Linked DNA regions of Sus scrofa: region 2 is linked to region 1. A link is a contact called in public Hi-C data. All regions are on one chromosome and are shown on one strand. Each heading gives the region's core, a stretch centred on a gene start, on an enhancer-like site or on the middle of the called end of the contact. The rest is flanking DNA. Distances are from core to core; before and after follow the strand shown. Region 1 has its middle 920 kb from the start of ADAMTS5. Region 2 has its middle 790 kb from the start of N6AMT1.

Evidence for each region. Hi-C and Micro-C count contacts between places; a contact is called where the count stands out from the background.
Region 2: a contact with region 1 is called in a Hi-C map of liver, with 4 times the contacts expected there. The contact joins two enhancer-like sites. A contact is called at or near these places in 1 of 5 promoter capture datasets (liver) and 2 of 47 Hi-C or Micro-C datasets (both in liver).

What each region holds. Positions count from the first base shown.
Region 1 is chr13:191,326,515-191,331,372 of Sscrofa11.1, reverse strand. No RefSeq gene overlaps it. Among named protein-coding and RNA genes, the nearest start is that of ADAMTS5, 920 kb to the right of the region's middle. Within about 2 kb of position 3,377, at least 4 of the 83 cell types and tissues checked have an H3K27ac peak or open chromatin away from gene starts, as enhancers often do. A contact at or near this core is called in liver, where this site is marked.
Region 2 is chr13:191,451,980-191,456,936 of Sscrofa11.1, reverse strand. No RefSeq gene overlaps it. Among named protein-coding and RNA genes, the nearest start is that of N6AMT1, 790 kb to the left of the region's middle. Within about 2 kb of position 1,671, at least 4 of the 83 cell types and tissues checked have an H3K27ac peak or open chromatin away from gene starts, as enhancers often do. A contact at or near this core is called in liver, where this site is marked.

The DNA.
Region 1 (4,858 bases), core at 2,128-4,627:
CTCCCTACACACCTCATCTCTCTCTCTCCTTGACTCCCAACCAGAGATAAGAGTCTTAACACACACAACAAATATACATATATATATCCTTCTTTCAAAGGTCTTTAACAAGTTCCAGTGTAGAAAATTTCAAGATAAGGGAACATTTGGATGGATAATTATGTGATATGGGGTCCCAGGCATTCAGAGGTATTGATTTCTGCCTAGTTAAGGAAATTGAATGCCTAACTCTGCCACCTATAGAAAATCATATCATGTTACTAAACTGATCAAATCCAAGATGATCAGTAACTTTTCCACTGGGTATAAAACACTGGCTGGATAATGACTCAGATTTTCTTCCCATCTTAAGTTTCTATCATTTAAAATAAGTCTGTGGTGTCTACGTTATGAGATCAATCTGAGTCTCTTTGTCACTGGAAATCCCCAGTTCAAACCTAAGAACAGGCCATTCAAAAGTTCTCACTGAGGCAACACACTTAGTAGAAAAGCATGACTTCATTTTGGCATGACTCGTCTTCAATTCAGGTCAGTGATTTAGATGTGAATGAGTGGATTGTTCATGGGCATTGCATCAAATTAGACTTTCATTTATTTTTAGAAATTCATTAGACCAATTATGACAACCACAAAGGGATGTCTTATGACTGAGAAGTGCAAATTATAAGAACAGTAATGTTCATTGTTAAATATGAGATGAAAATTTCTGTGTGACTTACTCATTAAAACCTGTTTCCTTTTATTCAAATGTCTTTTCTATAATGCAGTTTTCAGGTAAAAGGCACTGTTCCCAAACATAATTACTGAATATACAACATGCTGGTAAATTCAAACTGTTGTAAAATAAATTCAGGTCAGAATTTATAAAGGAAAGAAAAATACCAAGTTTATCTTTTACCTTTGTGTTCTCAGTTGTGCAAATGTACTAATTGACTTTCATATATAAGGAAACATAACTAAAATTATTATATATGTGGAAATTTCCTGGTCACATTTAAGCAATTGAGATAAAAATAATACATACCCTAGTCTGGTAAAAGGGGCATGAGCTTTGTAGTCTGACTCATTTATGTCTTGTTCTATTGCTTTTTGATTTTTGGCAACTCATCTAGGTTCCTCAGCCTTAATTTACTAATTAGTAAAGTAGGGAAAACTGTCTTTATTTTTTAAGAATAAAATATCAGGCAAGTGAAAAAAAATGTGTGTTATGTACCTGCATATAATTAATTCTACATATCTGTAAATGGAAAAAATATTAAACTTACACTTTTTTTAATAGACCTTTAGAAACATCACAAAGCAAGGGTACACTAATTATACTATTATTTTTCATTTACCATGGTTAGCCACCTCCTAATCACTTAAATATCTCCCTCCCTGAAGAACAAAGCAACTATAAATATTTCTAAAAACAAACAAAAAAGGCATTGAAAAGAGGTTTCCCTAAACTTTATATTTTGTTGTAGTTGAAACATCCCACTCAGAGAGAAAACAGAGATCGTTTTGTCAGACTGAAAAACAACCTACTAACGTATTCACATAATATAACAGCCCACACAAAAGGGTTTGATGTTTAGAGTATTTTTTTTTTAATTTGAACTATCAACTAAAGTTTCTTCATGCTCATCATAGCCAAGTTACTGAGACATTTTGAAAAAGAAACTTCTGAGTAGCATTTATCTCTCTTTATTGTTATGTCAGTTTTATGGAGACACCTGGATGCTTGTCTGTAATTAAACCATTTAATAAAGAACAGTTTACATGATAATAATTTTTTATTTGGTGATTTCCATGAAAATACCTGTACAAATATCCCTTCAAATACAATTGCATTGCAGATGTTTGACTTGAGGAATTCTCTTGTAATCTGAATAGTGTGTTTGTAAAGCATTTTTTTTATCTTGAAAAAATAAAATCAGACAGCATTTATAGGAATTGGAAGTGAATATTACTGTATAAAGTAAAGTTATCAATTGGGATTGTCTTGGTTTCTTCCCAGTGCAGTTCTGGGCTCTAGTTACTTTAATTGTGAAACCTGTTTCAGATTATTATTAATATCTATATAAAATTGATGCTATTATCAGATAGACTTTAGAGTCAGATCAATATGATCTCAAAGCAGGGGTTCAAAGGACTCAATTGCTTTCAGCTTCCATTTGCTGAAAATGAATAAACTTATGGGTTTTTTTGAGGATGATGATTGATGATGGTTTTGATAGAACAGGCAGGTCATAGATTAAAAAACAACAGAGCCTGAGCTCCTTTTACAGCTGTAGAATGACTGCTCAACCTCCTTTTTCTTAGCTTTTGTGAGTCAATTATAACTGTCACTAAGATTTCCAAAGCCTTTACTTCTAACAAAGAAGCTGTGGTTTCTGTTGACTGTACCCTTGGGTAGGCCTGTAAAAATGGAAATTAAAAAAAAAAAAAAAAAAAACCTGCATGAGTAGCCAACACAGTAATCAGAAAGCACATTTGCGTGCATATTTCTCAATTGGATTAACTTGACAAGAATGTACCAAAAACAATATTACAGTCTAATGAGGTTTTTTTCTTTCTCTCTTTTTTTTTATAGGAATGGAATAATAACTTTAAACAGAGCAGACTCAGTGTCGGCTTAGGACCTTGTCTAATTACCTGTAGTCAAAGAGGACGGAGTGGGAAAGACCCAGAGATCAAAATCAAACTACACTCTGTAAACAGAAAGCACTGAAGGGGCAAACACTGTCCTTCTGAAAATAAAAGCATAGGGTGGCAAAATTTAACAGAAATTTGAATTCCAGATAAGTAGTCAGAAAACTCGAAGACAATCAGAGTAGAGACCTCTAGAAAGGAGAATTTATTAGCCAAGAACACAAGGCCACAGACGAAAAAGAGTCTCTTCACAAAAGTCAATTGACATTTGGGAGGAGAAAGGAGGAGCCAGGGTGCTCAGTGCTTTACTAAAAACAAGAACTCAGTCATAAGCCATGAGATTGAGGTCAAGGGCAAATTTACAAAATCATTCACTGTCTTTTATGTCTTTGCTGATTGGAGATAATTGTATACTTTATATACTGTAGGCAAGATGTCAGCAAACTATTTCTGCAGAGGACTGAATAATAAGTTCTTTAGGTTTTGTGAGCTATATTGTATCACAGCAGATATTTGGTAAATGAACATTCTTGGCTGTGTTCCAATAAGAATTTCTTTACAAAAACAGGAGGGAGCCAGATTTTGATAGCTGGCCATAGCTTGTAGACCCCCAATTTAGAAGCTAGAACAAAAATACTACCAAAGTCATATAACAACTTTGGTCTCTGCTAGTTAGGTTAATGTGGTCAGGAGAAATCTAGGCTGGAACCAGAGGAAGTGAGTGCTAGGAGTAATGAGTTGTCATACAACCTTTGTCCTCTGGCCTTACCTTTACTATTCAAATCCTTGGTTGCTCTAACTGGCTTTGCTAGCCTTCCTGTTGCTCAACTATCAAGAAATCTATAATCTCAGAGTCTTTGAGCTTACTCTTGTCTTTGTCCAAAATATTCTTCTAAATACTATCCCTAATTATCTGTTCAAATATGCATATATTTGTAAGGGGTGTGTCAGGAAACAGATTTTACCTTAGATATTCAAATGAGGAAAATTAAATCAATAATCAACTCACATAGTTGTGGGGAAGATTAAAGGAACAGACAGAAAATGACATGCAGAATCTAACAAGAGCAAAAAAGGCAGGATCAAGGGAAGACTCCCAGGAGTCTGAACTGAAAGAACAGTGAAAGAGCCACAGCACCTGACTAAGAATCAAGAGTGGAGCAGACACAGATTTCATTAAATTGATTTCCCTAACATGGGGAAAAAAGCATGTAGATGAACACATGGGATTGGGTAGAAAGTGTCATCTGTGCTTGTCAGAGGACATCCACTGAATATAGACCCTAAACATCAGGGAGAACAGGGTGACTGGTTCAGCAAATGCCAACCAGCATCTCTTTTATGCACAATGGACTCATAATGGAGGTAGCCATGGAGGTTGTTGGCAAGCCCAACAATGTGACTCCTTCCCACAAAGGCTGATTGAGATGCTGCTGTTGCAAAATCCATTCTGCCTCACCAGAGACTAATGCTGGGACCACAATATGTCACTCCCTTGAGGAGGCCTACCAACCACTTGGTTGCAAGTTGGTTATTTTAGATCCTTTCCTAAAAGGTCAGCAATTGGTCATAAGCATAACTCAGGTAAAGGTTTATTTTTCTTATTCTCATAGTATTACATAGTACCACAACTTGAGGGTTCACAGATATACTGACATGTGATTCTGTTATGTAACCTCAGGTAAGGGAACCTATTTTGTGGTGAAAGAGATGTAACCAAGGACAAAAGCCATTGCATACTAAATACCACATTATCCAAAGATATGAGCTGTAGTTCCCTGGTGGCTCAATAGGTTGAGGATCCGGCATTGTCACTGGTGAAGCTCTCTCTAATTACTGCTGTGGCATGCTGTGATCCCTGGCCTGGGAAATTCTGCATGCCTGGGTGAAGCAAAAAAAAAAAAAAAAAAAAAAAGAAAAGAAAAGAGATGTGCCCTGAGAAAGTACTGCAATAGTGCAATAGTTTTTAAAAATGAAACTAAGCACGTTGTTGAAGACATTATTCATGCAGTAGGAGTGCTGTCCCTTGAGCTAGGCAGAATGTACCTTCTTGACTCAATGGTTATTTAACCAATAAGATAGACTACATGAGTCCAGGAACCAAAGGATTAGTTTAGGAATGTCCCTACTTCCCTTCCTCCCAGTGCCCGGTGCTTAGTTTTCAAGAGCTGGCCAAGGGCCAGTCCAGAAAACAGGCATTTTGGTGGAATGTGAATGATTTGAA
Region 2 (4,957 bases), core at 422-2,921, 130 kb before region 1:
CACAAAGTAGATAATTTGTATGTTTTTCTTTAGATGTTTGAATGCAGTGATGAATGATTTTTAAGGGTCTATTTAAAAATAAGAGGGCCCATTCCTGCTTCAGTAATAATCTCTAGATAGAAAGAGTAAACATTTTTATTTCATTTTATCCATTCAAACCCTGACAAAAGGCCATATGGGGAGACCTAGCTAGAGGGAGTACTAACCTTCAAATTTAAATAAGACATTTTGCACTTCCTAATTCTTGTGTAAACAAGTAAAAAGAAAACTTTTTATTAATTCAATGCTTTTATTCACTAGTTGATATAAAAGTCTAGTTTCGTTTGGGCATTTACAGCCATGATATTTATGGCGACATCTTTTTTTTTTTTAAAGAGCAAAAATTCTAAATTCAGTAATGTTTCAAATTAGAGCTGTTGTTGCCAGCCTATGCCACAGCCACAGCAACACAAGATCTAAGCTATGTCTGCGACCTACACCACAGCGTCCTCATGGATACTAGTTGGGTTCATTGTTGCTGAGCCATGACGGAACTCCTAAATTCAGTAATGTTAAATTCCATTGTAAAAAAATAAATAAATAAACAAAGAATGGTCCTCTAAGAGAGTCACTTATGCTAAGCTCTGCATCACCAAATGAAGGTTTAATTACAGTATTAACAATCCCAGAGATGGAATCTCAGAGCAGTCAACAGGAATCGCCTGATCAGTACCATTAGGTCATCTGCCTGACAGATCCCTGCCATCCTCTTAAAGCAAAGTGACCTTGACATAACCCACCCAAGTTTTATGACTAGTCTAACTTCCTTGTTCCATCTCCCTTCTAGATACAAAAGCCTTTCATCCTGTACCACTCTTTGGAATTCCTTTCTATCTGTTAGCTTGGATTCTGCCTGATTCAAATCAATTTTTGCTCAAATAAACTTAAAAAGTTTAATATCATCTGTTTATCTCTTACCACCATCAAACTGAAAGTTAGACTCATACATTGTAAATGATATGGATTAGGAACAATATTTACTGTGATAGATGTCTTGCTAGTGAACCTTTTTACCCACTGTGATTCCATCTTGACCTCAAAATAAATAATACATTCTTTTCCAGTCTCTCAACAATAGCCAAAATATAGGGAAAGGAGAGATTACGGTGGGAATAATTCAAGTAAAGCAGTAGATTAGGAAATACTTATGGATCTTCTATATTGCTCTTGCAATAATTTAGAGCAGTGCTTAGGGCCACGTGGTATTGTGGGCTTTTAGCCTCCATTTAACTTTTATACTTCATTTAACTGGTATTGCTAGAAAATGCTTTTTCTATCTCCGGCTACTTCATAGTCTTAAAAATAGAACTGTAGCTTCCATTAGACCTTCTAAATAATTTTCTCCCTCCCTACCTATATCAAGTCTCTAGTAACGCAATCAGTGGTGCTCTTCCTCCCAAATATCACACTAATATTGCTTATGTAGAAAAATTCCTTGAAATGATTTATTCTTGACAATAATTTTAAGAATGTAAACAGTCTAGTAAATGATTAATGTGCTCACCTTCTGACCATTTTAGAGAAATCTTTGCACATGGCTAAACAAATAGATCTTTGCAGAGCATAATAAGATATGCCTCTGCTCTCTGCTTTCTTGATTGATTTGGCTTGCTGTACAATCATTAAGCTGAGGTCTCTCTTAAAGGGCAGAAAGGACTTCTGGCAGGAAGCCACTTTGGCAGGCACTTCTGTGTTGTGGTCTGTTTGGTTCATCCGTAGAGACATGGATTAGGATAGAATTATAGGAAATCCTATTGAGGTAAAGGTCTACTGGATAAGAACAGGGAAAATTAATTTAAGCCTCTCTGCTCCTTCAACACAACCTTTTAAAATACCAGGTTACAGTGTGTTCACTTCACTTGTAATTTTGATATAAGATACTAATGGAAATGACATTTGAAAAGGGACTGACTTCTCTGTATAAACTATTGTTGGTATGTCCTAATAGTACCTTTCCTTGTGGGAATTAAATGTGGTAATATTTTCCAGGTGGTGGGCACAGATTAGAAGCTATAAAATTCTAAATCTGCGTCGATAAGCATGTCCAATCTCTATCCTTTAGAGGGTAAAGAGTTCTGAAATGTTGACTTATAGGTTAAAATATTAACCTAGCACTGTTATGGATATCCTAATTGTGTTGTTGTTGTCTTAATAGGGATGGAACCTCCCAAAGCCACAATTGTTCTTACTCGGCCTTTAAATGCCCATTGTAATGACATTAACTGATGCTTTAAAGAGAGAAGAAGACAAAATTTTTTTTTTTTTTTTTAATGGCCTCATCTGTGGCACATGGAAATTCCTGGGTCAGGGGTCAAATAGGAGCTGCTGCTGTGGGCCATGGCCAAAGCCACAGTAACGATGATTCAAACTTCACCTGTGATCTATGCCACAGCTTGTGGTAATGCTGGATCCTTAACTCACTGAGTAAGGTCAAGGTTCAAACCTGCATCCTCAGGGACACTCTGGGGAATTCTTAACTCTCTGAGCCACAGTGGGAGCTCCAGAAGAGGACAAATCAGCTGGAAGATAGCCTTGAAAGAGTTAACTGAATCCCTTCGGCTTGTGCCTCCAGCATCTTGGTCAGCCATAGATCAGGGGCCATCTGACCTAACAGTAATACTCGTATATTTAGCATTCACTTGCTTCTCACACCGTCCTGTAATAGTGCTCATGTTTAGTTACGTTTACAGGAGCTGACAGAATTTAAATAACTTCTACAAACTCATAGATGCAGTCAGTGATGGGGCTGGGAGATGAGATCAAATCAATTTGAAATCAACCTCGCCGAGGTATTTCTAGTTGTGTCAGATATGGGAGTACTTCATGCTGTTCTCGGAAATGAAGAAAAAGAAGAAAATAGAGAGAGGAGAAAGAAAGCATAGAAAAGAAAAAAAACAAGCCTTGAAGTTTTGGCAGAAATATCCCTAATGGCCTGACAGAAAGGAGAGGCCTCCGATTCCAAAGGCACAGATGTGTGCCCTGCAATGAAATGGTTGCTGGCCAGACAGCCAGGTACCCATCCAGAGAAGGAGGACTCTGTTTTGGTGAGAGGAGAATAAAGCGGGGGAGGGCCGCAAGTGACTGGTGTGCCCAATAAAACAAAAAGGCCAGAATGTTGCTTGCTCAGCTTGCTTACTATTTTAGCCAAACTTTTGGACCCCATAGCTAACGAAAGTATCCAAAAAAATGCCTGAATAGTTGCTGTATGAAACAGGCTGGAAAATGAGAATGGAAAGATAAACAGAATAAATGATACCCTGGGTCTGTATGTCCTTCATGCTGTAGTGAGAATAGCTCAGGAAACTGGAAACTTCCAGGGAAAATGGCAACTTCTTAGGAGCTATTGTCCTGGGGTCCTTTTTCCAAGTGTTTCTGTACTTTGACACGACTAACTATTTTAGCCTCTAATGAGGAAATGAGCAACAGAAATATTATGTAGAAAAAAAATTAATATATTTAAAGACTGAACATGTCCCCTTTGCTTTAGAAACAACCTCTGTTTAATAAACTCAACGTGACTTCAGACTTGGCCAGGATGAATCTGTCTCTTTTCCACTTAATGCTTGCTCCTAATTGATTTATTTCTCTTTGTCTTTCCCTTATTGATGGGTACAGTTGGGGGTGGTTAGGTCAGAAGGGAAAAAAGCAGTTTTAAAGTGTCAGCCTATTTTCATCTATTCTTTCTTATTGTGAACAAAGCAGGTAGGTAAATCAAAGTTTGCAATTAAAATTATGTGACATAAATAATGTACAATGTTCATCAAATCATTAGTACAAAAATATCTTTAGTCGACATAGTGTTTAGATGGAGTGTGTATGTATCTATGTGTTTGTGTATGTGCTGTGCATACAGTGTGTTTGTGTGAATTGCTATATTTATCTTTCCTTCTATTTAATGTGGGGTTAAAATGGACTTTATCTATTATCTCCATTCTCAGGAAAACCAAACATTGCTGATATTGCTGATAAGTTGGTATATGTTCTATACAGATGCATTAGAATATGTTAGATTTGTTAAGTGTGTAAATACAATTTTCTTAAGAATAAATATATGGAGTGTCTGTCGTGGTGTAGCAGAAACAAATCCGACTAGGAACCATGAGGTTGTGGGTTCCATCCCTGGCTCCATCAGTGGACTAAGGATCCGGCTTTGCCATGAGCTGTGGTGTAGGTTGCAGATGTAGCTCGGATCTGCGTTGCTGTGGCTGTGGTATAGGCTGGCAGCTATAGCTCCGATTAGACCCCTAGCCTAGGAACCTCCATATGCCATGGATGTGGCCCTGAAAGGACATAAGGAATTAAAAAAAAAAAAAAAAAAGCATAAATATCTGCCTAACATAAAGTAGGAAAAAAGATATGGGTGCTTGTGAGAGGATGCTTTGGGGAACTGAGCAGGGGTCCCTGTGAGTCACCACGGAAACCTGGGGGTGATTTGGAGAAATGACCCTAGGCATTTCACAGAGACTAATGCCTACTTTTTCTTTTCCTCCTTTTTATGGCCACACCCATGGCATATGGAAGTTTCCAGGTCAGAGATCAAATCAGAGCTGCAGCTGAAGCCTATATCACAGCCACAGCAATGCAGCATCTGAGCCGCATCTGTGACCTATGCTGCAGCTTGCAGCAACGCTGGATCCTTAAATCATTGAATGAAGCCCGGACTTCAAACCTGCATAATTACAGACACTATGTCAGGTTCTTAACCCAATGAGCCACACCAGGAACTCTAATGCCTGCTTTTTCAAGCAACACTGAACAGAATTTTCAATTCCAGCAGAATGTAGGGTAACAGGAATGTGTGGAAGTGGTCAGGGGTGAGCTTTTTCTAATGAACCAGCGCAAGAACAATGCTGGGCAGGACCAAGCAATCCAGGTAAGGGGCTACACTGTGGTGTACCTGCAGAGTAAAAGATGAGCT